Regions from separate parts of the Mus musculus genome. Here regions 1, 2, 4 and 5 are each linked to region 3. A link is a contact called in public HiChIP or PLAC-seq and promoter capture Hi-C data. All regions are on one chromosome and are shown on one strand. The core of a region is the stretch at or near the end of the contact, and the rest is flanking DNA. Distances in the headings are between cores, read along the strand shown. Region 1 holds the start of Ifitm3 (interferon induced transmembrane protein 3). Region 2 holds the start of Sigirr (single immunoglobulin and toll-interleukin 1 receptor (TIR) domain). Region 3 holds the start of Gatd1 (glutamine amidotransferase like class 1 domain containing 1). Region 4 holds the start of Ifitm2 (interferon induced transmembrane protein 2). Region 5 holds the start of Nlrp6 (NLR family, pyrin domain containing 6).

Region 1 (2,700 bases), core at 64-2,563, 400 kb before region 3:
GTTCTCCCTGCCTGAAGCAGCCAAATACCATCCAGGACTTTGGCCAGCAAATGTCCACAACAGCAGGCCAGAGACTACTGCCAAATTGAGGATAACCTACATGTCCACCTCAGAGCAAGGAAGATAGAGGGGTGGGAGGAATAAAAGCAGTCATAGGATGGTGGTTATCAAGTGCACTTTATTGAATCCACTGTGGATAGATAAATGAGTGTTACACCTGCGTGTAGGGAGGGGCAAGGAGGGACGCAGCTGCGGAGGGTGAAGCACTTCAGGACCGGAAGTCGGAATCCTCTATTAAGTGTGAAGGTTTTGAGCGTTAAGAACAATGATGATGACACTAACAATGGTGATAACAACCATCAGGATGCTGAGGACCAAGGTGCTGATGTTCAGGCACTTAGCAGTGGAGGCGTAGGCCTGGGCTCCAGTCACATCACCCACCATCTTCCGATCCCTAGACTGGAGCAGAACAGATAGACACGGTCAGTGGCCCTGGAGCTGATAGGCAGATGCTCTGACAGTTTTCCTGACGTACTCCCTGTGGACTGCATCTCCCCATCTTAGGTCAGGAACATTTTACATCCTCTGATCATCCAGGAGGCCCTAGCACTTGTTGTTCACCCCACTGTAGGCTATTGTTCCCCATGAATCTCCTGAACATTTTCCACACAGGCTAGAATCCCAGTCTGTTGAGTGAAGGTGCTATAGGCATCTCTGCATTGGAAGAGTCTGACTCCAGAATCCCCAGGCAGCCTCACCCTGTGTCTGCCCCCAGAGAGCCTTTAAGCCTACACGTGTACACACACACACACACACACACACACACACACACCACAGAAGAATGAACACAAACTTATTTTAAACAAAGGACCCCACACTCATACCTCGGTGCCATCTGGGTAGATGGAGCTTCAGGTTCACACACACCTTTTTACACCATCACTCCCCCCATTCTAGCACACTCACCTTCACGGAGTAGGCATAGGCTATGAAGCCCAGGCAGCAGAAGTTCATGAAGAGTGTATTGAACAGGGACCAGACCACATGGTCAGGCACCGACACCTCTCTGGGCATGTTGATCACAGTAGTTCTGACAGAAGCCGATCCGTGCGGTGCCCCCATCTCAGCCACCTCATATTCTTCCTTGATTCTTTCGTAGTTTGGGGGCTGTCCTCCACTGGCAGCGGTGATGAAGGCTTGAGAAGTGTGGTTCATGGTGCGGAGCAAAGGCAGCACTGAAGGGCAAAGGATGGAGCGCGCTGCGGGTCTGCCCTTTCTGCGGCAGTTTCGGTTTCTCAGAAGTTTCCTTTTCCTGAATTTTGGCTTGATGAAACTGCTCTGGGTTCAGAGGGGCGGGGATCTAAAAAGCCTGCGGATCAAATTACTCCAGGGCAGGATGTCAGGAAGGATTGTGAATCAGGGGAACTTCCAGGCCAGGAGCCCAAGTCAGGACTTGTCCCAAGGCCCAAACCTCAGTGTTTAAGAGTGAGGGGTCCTGGAGTCAACCAAGCTCACGCTCACAGCTGCAGAACCTCACTGTTCCTTATCAAGGTCCCAGCCAGGCCCCAAAGAACCCTCTATTCTTTATTCAGCAATAAAGAGTGCCCAGAGAGCCTCTCACTATGAACGCCAGTTCTCCTGGCTTCATAGACAGGTGGGATGAACGGTACTTCTTGTGTTTTAAAGAGGAGAGAGAAGGAATATCTTCGGTGGCTATGCAGTCATATGTTGGGGGAGGGGGGGCCTCTGCAGGCCCACGCTGAAGCGTCCCTTCCCTTTGAGGGACCAGCCACACGGTGGTATCGCATAGAACAGAGTTTATTCTCTATTCATGGGGAGGGGGTTGAGAGGGTAGTAGAGACAGAGAAAGGCAGAGAGAGAGAGAGAGAACAGAGAAGTAGAGGCTGGCCATGAGCACTCGGAGGGAGTGGGGAATGAGGAGGGGGAAGCAGGTGCAGGAAGGTTAGAGAGTAAGGGGGGGAGCAGCCCCTTTTAGTGTGAGTCAGGCACACCCAGCTGTTGCCAGATAACTGTGGGGCAGAGCCTAGACAAAATGCTAACACGCCTCTGTGTCTCTCTCCTTGCAGAGCCCTAGTGCCCTAAGTGTGATCAACCACTGGACTTTGGTATTAGAACTAAATGATCTTCGGTCACTTGGCTCTGACCTCATGGTCCTGGGCTGGCCTGTTGGTGCTACAGCCACTCTTTTTCCCTCCTGCCCTAACAAAATTTATTAGTGCTAGTGGCATGGTCACCGAGAGGACCTTCGTCCTACCAGAGACGCTTTCTCAAACGCTTGGTGGGGTGAGGGCTGTGACCAGGAAAGCTACTCCTGATCATACTGAAGGACTCAGTGATAACAGGGACATCTGGCCTGGCTTCTCTTGTTAGGACTTGCATCCACTTTCTATCTTGGTGGCACTGGAAGGACCAGGCTACTACAGAGATCTCCTTCAAGGTGCCCTGCAGCACCCACCCTTCCTAGTGCCCTGAGTCTTGGGAGCTGGGGCTGCTCTAGTTTCTAGGTTCCACTCATTTCATTATCTTTCTTGAGTTCTTCACAGAGACATCAGCACCTCCTACAGACTCCCTTCTTTGCAGTCCTATTAGCTGGTGCTGGTTTAGTCAACATCTCTGAAAAAGTCTGCCTCTGGGAAGCTAGGTAGAGTGGTTTCCATGGGCGTACCTACCTCACAGAGG
Region 2 (2,700 bases), core at 192-2,691, 310 kb before region 3:
GTAGCAAAATTGCAGTTATGAAGCAGCAATGAAAATAATCTTATGAAGCCTGGCTGTGGTGGCCCAAGCCTTTAATCCCAGCACTTGGGAGGCAGAGGCAGGCGGATTTCTGAGTTCAAGGCCAGCCTGGTCTACAAAGTGAGTTCCAGGACAGCCAGGGATACACAGAGAAATCCTGTCTCGAACCCCCCCCCCAAAAAAAAGAAAAAAAAATAACCTTATGGTTGGGGGTCACCACAACATGGGGAATTGTATTAAAGATTAAAGAGTTGCAGCTTCATAACAGTAGCAAAATTAGTTATGAAGTAGCAACAAAAATAACTTTATGGTTGGGAGTCACCACAACAAGAACTGTATTAAAGGAAGGTTGAGAACCACTGTTCTATCCCATACCCCAGCCTCAGGCCACTCTTGCATAAAAACTCAGATGGCCTCAGATATTTGCCTCTGCAGTCTTTTGAAGGCACTCCAGGGCCTCAGAATTTAAATCCCAGCCTAGACCCTCGGATCACTCAGCATTGCCTCCGTATTTTGAGGTTCCTGGAAGGCCCAGGTCCTGGAGGCACAGTCCTTGAGCTATAGGGGCATCCTGTGCTATCAGATGAGTGAGTGTTCTGGAGCTTCGGAGCTCGAAGCCCCAGGCCCGCTCCCCACTTGTGGATCCGGTTTTTTGCTGCTCAGCATCTCGACACCTGGGTGCTGCTCAGCGCTACTCTTGCGCCGCCCCTGTTTCTGGTGTGTGTTGGATCCCCACATATCTTTCTTTAAAGAAAGGAGTGTGCATAAAAGGCCTCGAGGAGACCAATTCCCCGAGTTCATCCAGCTCCTACTTCTTGCCCTTGGTCTTCTGCGGGTGGCGCACGACCTGTTTCCCGGAACTCAACAGGTGAGGCAAGCCGACCTATCAGGCACGCGTGCAGAAGATGGGGACGCGCACGGAGAGCGGAAGCGCGCCGACAGCTAGTCTGGGCGCGCACCGAACGCTGGCGCTCACAGGAGGCGAAGGCTCTGCTAGGGTCCCCGCGAGCCCGGGTCCCTGCCAGCCTCTCACTCTGCTCAGGTGTCCTAGACTTGCTTAGGTTTGAGATACGTTTGTTGGGAGCGAAGGCGAGGTATTACGACCCCTCGCCCGCCTCTACAGGCTTGCACTTAAATCAAGAGGAAGCTATTGACCATGTTGGGCAGAATGAAAAGAGCAAGGCCAGAGAAGGGGACTGGACGCAGTGCTCTCGAGCTTCCGGGCTGAGCGGGAAACCCGTCTGGTTCAGAGCTACTTCCTGCGGGACCATGGCCCCAAGGCTCCTCGGAGCAAAGTGCTCCCAGGTCCTCAACCCTAAAACTGGAGCGGCTCCAGGAACCAGGACCTCTACTCACCTCCGCGTGTCTGAGTCACGACTGCCACCCACCTGAGACTCGCGCGGAAGCTGACAGTTTACCTGTCCGAGGTGCGCAGCGGCGACAGACCCAGCGGCAGGTGCAGCCCCGCCCCGCAGGCAGGGCTAGGGCGGACCTAGTGTCCCGCTTTAAGCCTGAGGCTAGTGCTGGTGAGTGTAGGAAGTTCCGTCCCGGGATCTTCAAACTTCCCGGCTTAGGGGCAGGGTTTGGTTTGACCAAAGGAGCCCAACCAGCGCAACCCGCAAAGGGCCACCCTGCTGACTGTCATGGTGTTTTGCCTCTCCAGCCCAAACTCTTCCTTTTCCTCCAGAAAGTCTTTCTTGATTCACATCCCACTCATAACTGACCCCGTGTCTTCTCTTGCCACTCAAAACCCCAGATATTTGGAAGAACCTTCTTCCATAAGGTGCCCCGCGCTTAGACAAAGAGGCAAAGCCGGGCGGTGGTGACGCATGCCTTTAATCCCAGCACTCGGGAGGCAGAGGCAGGCGGATTTCTGAGTTCGAGGCCAGCCTGGTCTACAAAGTGAATTCCAGGACAGCCAGGGCTATAGAGAGAAACCCTGTCTTGAAAAACCAACCAACCAACCAAACAAAAACCAAAGACAATGAGGCAAACCAAAGAAGAGCCAGGTGGCCCCAGGCTGCCATAATTCATCCCATCTCAATCTAGCCCAGGGAAGAAATAATCTCTAGAAACTGGATCTACATCATGAGGCTCAGAAATCAATACACACAGGTTTATTTTGCTTGTAAAAAGTTTTGCCGCTGTACGGATCCAGGTTAACTGGGAGGGAGGGGATCCAGAAGTTACTCTCTAGGCTTCCCACAAAGCAGGAGGCCACAGAGCAGGATCTGAGGCCCAGAAGCCAGGAGGTCCATGGCTTCCCACAAAGCAGGAGGCCACAGAGCAGGATCTGAGGCCCAGAAGCCAGGAGGTCCATGGCATTTAGGCTAATTTTACTGCATGGGGGTTTTATGAGCAACCTGCAGTTCTATAGGTACTAGGGTCATTCAAGAGTCTCAAGTCAGGTCTGTACCAATCTGAACCGTAGGAAAGTTGAAGCAAACCCCACAGGCACATCTGTGCCGTTCATAAATACCCTAAATATACATGGATTTCAATGATCCCTACATATACAAGTCTCCCGTGGTTAACATATACACATGGGCTTCGTAGGATGCCCATATACACCTACATATAGTCTAGGCCCTCCTTTGATCTTCATGTATTAACATATATGTAGACCATCCAGGATCCTACATATACATGGGCCATTTTACAGCCTCCCTCAACACATACATA
Region 3 (2,700 bases), core at 196-2,695:
CTAGCCCCCAGGTGTGGTAATGCACACCTTTATGCACACCTTTGATCCTAGCACTTTTTAAAAGATTTATTTATTTACTTTATGTATATGAGTACACACTGAAGCTGTACAGATGGTTGTGAGCCTTCATCTGGTTGTTGAGAATTGAATTTAGGACCTCTGCTCACTCCAGTCCAAAGGTTTATTTGTTATTATAAATAAGTACATTGTAGCTGTCTTCAGACCAAATGGTTGCTCTCTCCCATCCTGGTCTTAAGACACCCTGTGGGTCTTAAGACACTCCAGAAGAGGGAGTCAGATCTTGTTAAGGATGGTTGTGAGGTTGTTGGGATTTGAACTCAGGACCTTCGGAAGAGCAGTCAGTGTTCTTATCCGCTGAGCCTTCTCACCAGCCCCCTAGCATTTTTTTAAAGACAGCATCTCATGTAGCCATTGCCCTCTCTATCCTCCTGCCTCCAACTCTGACACTAGGCTTTTGGCTTGTGGATTTTGTTTTGGTTAATATTTTGAGTCAGACCTCACTGTGTACTCCTGCTAGCCTGGAACTTGCTATATAAGTTCCAGACGGGCTCAAACTCCTGGAGATCCATCTGCCTCTGCCTCCTGAGTGCTGGGATTAAAGATAATTTTTAGCTTCTCAATCCCTCACTTTCCGACTCTCAAGGAAGGCCTACCTAGGAGCTGCTGTAGATTCTCTTTTACCTCTATTCCAGGGAGGAGCAGCACCCTCAGGCCCCTCCCACCCTCACCTGGGACGCTTCAGTGTGGAACCCAGAAATTCATCAGTCCAAGATCCCGACGTACCCTCGCGCTCACACCCACTTGCAGAGGTCTATAGGAATCCAGAGGGAAACCCCGGGCCGCAGCCCTGGGCTCCACCTCCCCACAGAGACTATCTCGGGCCAGTCGGTTCCCTAAGGACCCGTGAAGTAATCATCTGCCCAGCGCCCCTGACACACACCGGGCAGTTGGAACATGAAGCCAACAGACCCCTTCTGCGTGAGGGTCCCTTTTATGCAGCTCTTTCGAGCAACCTCTTTCAGGATCGCTTCCTGGAGGTGCACGAAGATAAACCCAAGATAGGGGGTAACAGAGAGGCAGAAAACACGGGCAGAGAGAGTACCAAGCCCCTGCGGCTCACTCGGGGGCAGGGTCATCTCTGCAGCCGCTGACCGTCCCTGTCTGCCAGCGCAGACAACATAGTAGGCCTGCGCCAGAGAAACAGATGCAGGGTCCCAGAATCTCAACTCCACAAACACAAACGTTTGCCCAGAGTCAGGACTGCAGGCCAGTGAGCTACACAGCTGCCCTGCGCGCCTCACCTTCGGAAGCGCCGCTGGCCACCAGGAGACACGCAGGCCTGCTTGGCAGCCGCTCGGACGCCATGGCTACAGCCCAGGCGGATATTTGTGCGAGGGATGGGGCGGGGCGGGGCTCGCCTGCAGAGAGCGGAATGCGCATGCGTGAGGCACGAAGGGCGGGGCTCGCCGGCAGGGTGCAAGGTGGGGTGGGAGAAACAACGCGGAAATTGAGTGAAGATGGGGGCAGTTTGCGCATGCGCATGGGGTAGTGGTTGAGTGGCAAGCATGCGAGGGGCGGGGACTGAGCGGGGGCGGAGCGGGGCGGAGCGGGGCGGGGGTTGGAGGCGGAGGCGGGGGAGGATACGCCCTGGGTCCCTGAGTGGTCGTTTCCTGATTGGAAGCCACCGGTACAGACTTGTGGCCCTAGGGCACATCAATTAAACCCAGTGGGCCGGGTAGATGTTTCCGAGTCCGAGTCTACCACAGAGCTACTACGCCTTGGGCCTTTGCCCGAAAGTTGAGCCTGGCTAAGTGTGTCAGGGAGCGATGACCGGTCGGGCGGACAGGGTGAGGGGCACAGAGTTGGGTCGTATGTGGGCGGGTCTTCCTCTGCCGGTTTGTGAAGATCCAGAAGATACCTGGGTCGGTTGAGTTTTGTATGTTCCTATAGAGGATGGAATGTCACTTCCTGAGCTGTGGACGCCTCTGGAGGTTCTGTTGAGTTTCCTGAGGAAAAGACCAGATTGGGGAGGCCAACCTGTATCTAAAGCGATTTACTTCTGTGGGACTCCTGCTGGGGCTTAGGAAAAGGAACCTGGAGCCCAGGATTGTGTGTTGTCTGAGTGGCGACTTTTGAAGATTCACAAGCCACAAGCTTGACTAGCCATCCTTATTAAATCCCCATCTATTGACATGAAACCCTGAAATTGAAGGGGTCAGATTGGCTAGTGTCCACATACTCACACAGTTCCACCTTTGTGCTGCCTCCAGAGTAACATTAAGGCACCAGAAGTGGCAGAGCCAGCAGTAAGCTTGAGTCTTGTGGAGAAAAGTATTTATATTGAATTCAACGCCCAGGTATTAGATATAATTTTGTAAAGAGACTACCATTCCAGGGAAATGTATAGACAGGGCAAATTTTACCCTTGAGGAAGAGTGTGCTGGAGAAAATGGTGAACAGCACCCCAAGACAGGAAGAGCATTTGATTTTGTTTTAACTCAGGTGGTGGCTGTTTCTTTTGCCCACTGACTGGAGTCCGACCTCACAATCTTATTAACTAGTCGGGAAAGACTCAACATACAAGAAATGGAGGAGGGGAAAGCAGTCCCTGACTGAAGGAGAATCACTGTTCCAGGCTAGTATAGAGAAATACACCTTTGGGTAAACAAAGCTTTTACT
Region 4 (2,700 bases), core at 23-2,522, 460 kb before region 3:
CTCTGCCTGGATCAGGCAAAAACCCACAGGTCGGCTGCTGCCCATATCTGGAGACCAGAAGCCTGACAAGTTAACGACACTTGCTCTCCTCAGACAAAAAGGATGCAAGGTGAGCTCGGTACAGAACCAGAGAACAGTGAGTCACAGCCAGAGTTGCCACCCCGTGCACTTTATTGAATCCACTGTGGACAGATAGGTGAAGGTAACATTTGCATACGCGTAGGGTAAAGGGTCGAGGCTTGAGCCTGGGGGCGGGGCAGGGGCGGGGCAGATGTGGACCGTGGAGCACAGGGCAGCTAGAATCCAGAATGGGGTGTTCTTTGTGCAAAAGACTGAAAGACTACCACAGAGGTGGTAGAGAAAATAATGATGCAGATAATGACCATAAGGATGCTGAAGATCAGGGAGCTGATATTCAGGCACTTGGCAGTGGAGGCGTAGGCCTGGGCTCCAACCACATCGCCCACCATCTTCCTGTCCCTAGACTGAAGGAAATTAGATGTAAGGAGCCCTGGAGCTGGCCAGCTGAGAGCCAGGTGCTCTGGCTCCATTTCCCCAACTGCTCCCTGCCCACTGTCTCACTCCCTCCAGCCGGGAAACCCTCCCCTCTTTTCACACACACACAAACACAAACTATACAGTAAGCTCCAGCATTCGCTGCATACCTCACTTTCCACACAGATTAGGGCCCCAGTCTAAAGGGTGAAGGGGTGGGGAAAGTCTGGCCCCAGAATCCCCAGGCAGTTTCATCCTGTGACTATCAGAAAGTCTCCAACACCAGAGACAGACAGTGCGCGCGCGCGCGCGCGCGCACGCACGCACGCACACACACACACACACACACAAATAGGAAGGGTGCACACACACTTTCTTACAGAAAGGACCCCACACTCACACCTCGGTGCTATCTGAGTAGATGGCGCTTCAGGCTCACACACACCTTCTTACACCATTCCCTCCCACCCCCTCTAGCACACTCACCTTCACAGAGTAGGCATAGGCAACGAAGCCCAGGCAGCAGGCGTTGAAGAAGAGTGTATTGAACAGGGACCAGACCACATGGTCAGGCACCGACACCTCTCTGGGCATGTTGATCACGGTGGTCCTCACAACAGCTGAGTTGCTGGGTTCCCCCAGCTCAGTCACCCCGTACTCCTCTTTGATTGTCTCATAGCTTGGAGGAAGCCCGGCATTGGTGGACAAGAAGGCTTGAGAATTGTGGCTCATGGTACTGACTCTGGAACAATCGCCCCGTCTGGAGGATGGCTGCTGCTATCCTGGTTCTGTAGACCCGCCCTTTCTCTAGCAATTTCCTTTTCCTGTTGGTGGGTTAGTCTCCAGAGGGCCTTACTGTGGGGAATTGGCTGGATACTGAAGTGGGCGGTACTTAGGCCTTGAGTATCAAATTACTTCAGGACTAGTTGACTGTTGAGGTACCTCTGTATAAACTTCCAGGGATCTAGACTTGTCCCAGGGCTAAAACTTGTCTGAAGGTCTCCACCTCCTGCTTACAGTAGGCATACTAGAACTTCTCCCCAGATCTAGTCTCCCCAGCCCCCTGCTCTCACACCCCTGGTACATCCCTAAACCTGGCCTCACAGTGAGGGCCTCCTCTAAAAAACCCCAAGCACACACACCCCTAAACTAATCTGTTGCAGGTGGGGGCTGGGGAGATCTGCAACTCAATGTTTCTTTGGCTGTCAGTTGGGGAAGGAGGAGCCTTCCAGCACAGGGCCTGGATGCTCCTGGCTAGCTAGGGAAGGAAAATTCCAGTCACTTGGCTGCAGCCGGGGAGCTTATGGAAGGCAGATGTTTTCCTACCAGTTGCGAAACAGCCATTGCTAAAATGAAGCCTGTAGGAGTACGGCTACACAGGGAACTCCGAGTCTTTCCCGGCAGAAGCAGTGAGGGAACTGAGCGTCCTAGAAACAAGGGAAGTTCCCTGGTGGTGAAGGACACAAATCGTTTGACACTTGAACCCATTCAGTAACCTCACACCCCCACCCCCAGCACCCAAATTTCATCCCACAGGGCAGAATGGAGCAAGGAGGAGATCAGTGAGTCTAACTACAGAGCCCTTGTTCGCCTCTACTTGTACAACCATCACCATCGATCAGAGCCTCAAAAGCTGGAGCAGGTCACATGTCTGTAATCCCAGCACTTGGGAAAGGTCAGCAGGAGAATCAGTTCAAGGTCCAGCCTGGGCTACATGACAGCTTGTCTTAAATAAATGAATAAAAAGTAGTAAGTAAAAATTTTAAAAAAATGAACGAAAGGGGAACTCAACATTTCTTCTAGAAGAGGCACAATGGGTAACAGGCTCCACATTCTTGCTCATTAGCAAAATGCAGATCAAAGCCCCAGCAGCACACTGCTCATACCCATTAGGAAGCACTGTAGTTTAGAAGCAAAGAAACCACACCACTGATGCTGCAGGCTTTGCAGGCAGTGGGCAGATCGAAGCTACAACCCAGAATCCCACTTCTCGTGTGTAAGAGAATGAACACATGTCTATACGTATCCTGTATGCCTGTATCTCATGTCTACAGCAGCATTCGTAACGACAGGCAACAGACAGAGGTTAGATGTCTATCAACTGGCAAATGAAAAAGGAAAGCTCTGATATATGCTAAACCTGAATAAGCCTTATGAACAGCTCTCAGGTCAGAAGTAGGTGAGCAGCCTCCAGGGGCTAAAGGG
Region 5 (2,700 bases), core at 186-2,685, 490 kb before region 3:
TGGGGATTGAAGCTCTGTTCCTCAAGCTTATGCTAGACTCACAATGCAACTGCTGTACAGACAGAGCCCTCTCCCCACACCTTATACTTCACGCCACGTAATATGAATACCATAAGCGTTTCTTCTTCTTCTTCTTTTTAATTTATCTTCTGTCTATGTGTATTTTGCTTGCATGGATGTCTGTGCACCCTGTGCATTCCCGGTGTCTGCAGAGGCAGAAGAAGGTGTCACATCTCCTGGAACTGGACTTACGGGTAGTTTTGCACACCGTGCTGGTGCTAGACATTGAACCTGGGTCTCCTGGAAGAACAGTCAGTGTTTTAACTGCTGAGCCATCTCTCCAACCTTCTGTGAGTGCGTGCTTTACTTCAAGAACAAGAAATAGAGGCATAGAGGTTAAACAAACTGTTCAAGGTCACACAGATGTTGAGTAGTGTACTCGAGACCAGCTTGGCTTTGTATTTCTTCCCTTCTTCCTTTTTATGTAGACGTATGTGTTTTACACACACACACACACACACACACACACACACCTGTATAAGAGTTGGATATCCTGAAGCTGAAGTCATAGGTGGTTGATAGCTACTTCATGTGGGATCAGGAAACCAGAGTCAGTCTCTTTGTGAGAGACAGATAACCCTAAGTGTTATCTATCTCTCCAGCCTCCCTCTATCACTATCACCTTGAAACATTTGATATTTGAGAGCACGGTGGCACGCATTCCACAGATTGGGTGTGGAGGTCAGAGGACAACTTTGTGGAGTTCTTCTCTTTCCACTTTTCTGTGGGTTCCAGAGTTAGAACTCGAGTTGTCAGGCAAGCACCTTTACCCTATAAACCATCTCACTGGCCCTGGCCTCACATTTTCTACCTTCAATAATGATGACAAGGAGACAAAGAAGACTTGTTTTCCAGAATTTATAAAAATAAATAAACACATCCATGCCTCTGTGAACTGTGTCTTCATGGACTTTATTTAGTCTACGACAAACAGTCACTTAAATACAACATTAACTTAGCCATGTGGAGGTGTGCACACGTGCCTTTACACACGTCCGTGCCAGCCACACAGTGAAACTCCATATCCCTGCAGTCACTTGCAGGGCCTAGGGTCAGAAACATCCGATCTCTGCCCTAGAGCTGGGTGTGGGAGGATTAACTGACTGCAGAGCTGAGGACCTGGTTCTTTTTCTCTCTCCACCCTTATCCCTGCCCACAGGCCCCTGCCCTCTTGATTTTCACGCCTTGTGTGCAAAATTTAAAGCACCTTAAGGCCATTTCTGAAGACCTGGTTGTGAGTCAGCTATTTAATCTGAACCACCTCACAGCTGCATAGGATGCCACACCCAGGAGGAGGAGTATTGATAGAATAAAATAGAAGAAAACCAAAGGTCGCAGTCCAGCACATATATGATGTTACAACCCGTGCTTAACTTGGGAGCCTCTTGACTGTCAGCAAGAGTCCAGCTGAGCCAGAATGAACAAGACTGAGAAACACCCTCACACCCAGAATGAGACCAGTTTAGCCCAGAAAGGATCACCTCTGCTCCCAGCTTCTGCATCTGAGAGTTAGATCCTGAGATAAGACTCCATGGATGCCGCTGGAGCCTCCTGCTCCAGGTGAGTGTGGTTTCCAGAGAGAACTTTCAAGTTAACTGGGCTCACCTCTAGAGCAGGTCTTGTACTGGAATTTCAAGCCCATCTTCTATGTCCACCCTGCAAACCAGGGCATTTATGAGTCTGCTCCCCACAAGGAACTCAGACTCAGTCCCTGGTGTAGGTGGTCCAGAAAAGACTCACCAAAGTGTGCTATGTATGAGTTTGGAGTAGAGAATTCAGGAAGCCTACCAGGGCCTGGCCTGTCTCAGTTGAGCAGAGCTGGAGCCCTTTCAGAGGATGTGACAAGGGAGAGCACAGACCCACGTAGGGAAGCTAACTGGCTTTATCTCGTGTGGCCAGAAAGGAAAGACGCAGAAAGACTAACCATGGAGTGATCCACTTCACCACAGTCAGTAATTTGAGGTGAAGCCTTGGAACACCCTGTGGGTCTCTACAATGTATTGCCCTGGGGCTCCATGTGGAGAATGTGCAATGTGTGACCCGGGGTGCTTTGGAGGTTCAGGGACAGGTCCTATTCAGGTCGCATCAGTGATGATAACCCTTCTCATCCCCAGCGTGGATGCAGTGGCAAGGGAGCTGCTTATGGCTACACTGGAGGAGCTGAGCCAGGAGCAGCTGAAGCGCTTCCGCCACAAGCTAAGGGATGCGCCCCTGGATGGCCGCAGCATCCCGTGGGGGCGACTGGAGCGCTCAGACGCTGTGGACCTTGTCGACAAGCTCATTGAGTTCTATGAGCCAGTGCCAGCTGTAGAAATGACCCGGCAGGTCCTGAAGAGGTCGGATATTCGAGATGTGGCCTCGCGACTTAAGCAACAGCAGCTACAGAGTAAGCTGGGCAGAGTAGGATGGGGCTGGATCCGGTGGCTCGCCCTTGATCCTCCCTGCTCTCCTTGGGAAGATCAACTTTGTCCACTCTACCACTTCCTGAGACTCTCCTTCCCGGAAACCAGCCCAAAGTTTCATTCGCGGGGGAGAGGGGGGGGCGGGGGCTGGTAGTTCCATAAGCTCCCATGGAAATGCCTTGCCCCATCTCTCATGCTCAGAGAGCCTCATGTCGGGTTTGCCTTCCAGAGCTCGGCC

What was found. Promoter capture Hi-C pulls out the DNA fragments that hold promoters and counts their contacts. HiChIP or PLAC-seq counts read pairs in DNA pulled down with a chosen protein or histone mark. Capture Hi-C pulls out chosen DNA fragments and counts their contacts.
Region 1: a contact with region 3 is called in a promoter capture Hi-C map of pre-B cells, with 4 times the contacts expected there. The contact joins the promoter of Ifitm3 here to the promoter of Gatd1 in region 3. A contact is called at or near these places in 6 of 39 promoter capture datasets (the C10 cell line, hippocampal neurons, liver and 2 more) and 1 of 115 datasets of contacts at active chromatin or transcription factors (microglia).
Region 2: a contact with region 3 is called in a promoter capture Hi-C map of liver. The contact joins the promoter of Sigirr here to the promoter of Gatd1 in region 3. A contact is called at or near these places in 4 of 39 promoter capture datasets (the C10 cell line, fetal liver and stem cell-derived epiblast-like cells), 4 of 115 datasets of contacts at active chromatin or transcription factors (double positive thymocytes, large pre-B cells, memory CD8 T cells and 1 more) and 2 of 9 other capture datasets (adipose tissue and liver).
Region 4: a contact with region 3 is called in a promoter capture Hi-C map of pre-B cells, with 3 times the contacts expected there. The contact joins the promoter of Ifitm2 here to the promoter of Gatd1 in region 3. A contact is called at or near these places in 9 of 39 promoter capture datasets (3T3-L1-derived adipocytes, the HPC-7 cell line, cranial neural crest and 5 more), 2 of 484 Hi-C or Micro-C datasets (the HPC-7 cell line and embryonic stem cells) and 3 of 115 datasets of contacts at active chromatin or transcription factors (large pre-B cells, memory CD8 T cells and pancreatic cancer cells).
Region 5: an HNF4G HiChIP or PLAC-seq map of pancreatic cancer cells shows a contact between it and region 3. The contact joins the promoter of Nlrp6 here to the promoter of Gatd1 in region 3. A contact is called at or near these places in 5 of 39 promoter capture datasets (embryonic stem cells, liver and pre-B cells), 1 of 115 datasets of contacts at active chromatin or transcription factors (pancreatic cancer cells) and 1 of 9 other capture datasets (adipose tissue).

Annotation. Positions count from the first base shown.
Region 1 is chr7:141,009,431-141,012,130 of GRCm38.p6, forward strand. Ifitm3 (interferon induced transmembrane protein 3) reads right to left here and starts at 1,314. Exons shown (of 2, transcript NM_025378.2): 1 at 967-1,314; 2 at 160-459. The coding sequence starts at 1,215. The coding sequence ends at 295.
Region 2 is chr7:141,099,105-141,101,804 of GRCm38.p6, forward strand. Sigirr (single immunoglobulin and toll-interleukin 1 receptor (TIR) domain) reads right to left here and starts at 1,442. Exons shown (of 10, transcript NM_001355055.1): 1 at 1,375-1,442. Ano9 (anoctamin 9) reads right to left here. Exons shown (of 24, transcript NM_178381.3): 24 at 2,115-2,700.
Region 3 is chr7:141,412,680-141,415,379 of GRCm38.p6, forward strand. It overlaps Gatd1 (glutamine amidotransferase like class 1 domain containing 1), which reads right to left and starts at 1,446. Exons shown (of 8, transcript NM_172116.4): 1 at 1,323-1,446. The coding sequence starts at 1,386.
Region 4 is chr7:140,954,689-140,957,388 of GRCm38.p6, forward strand. Ifitm2 (interferon induced transmembrane protein 2) reads right to left here and starts at 1,273. Exons shown (of 2, transcript NM_030694.1): 1 at 982-1,273; 2 at 151-485. The coding sequence starts at 1,227. The coding sequence ends at 297.
Region 5 is chr7:140,919,467-140,922,166 of GRCm38.p6, forward strand. Nlrp6 (NLR family, pyrin domain containing 6) reads left to right here and starts at 1,436. Exons shown (of 8, transcript NM_133946.2): 1 at 1,436-1,620; 2 at 2,175-2,446; 3 at 2,692-2,700. The coding sequence starts at 1,592.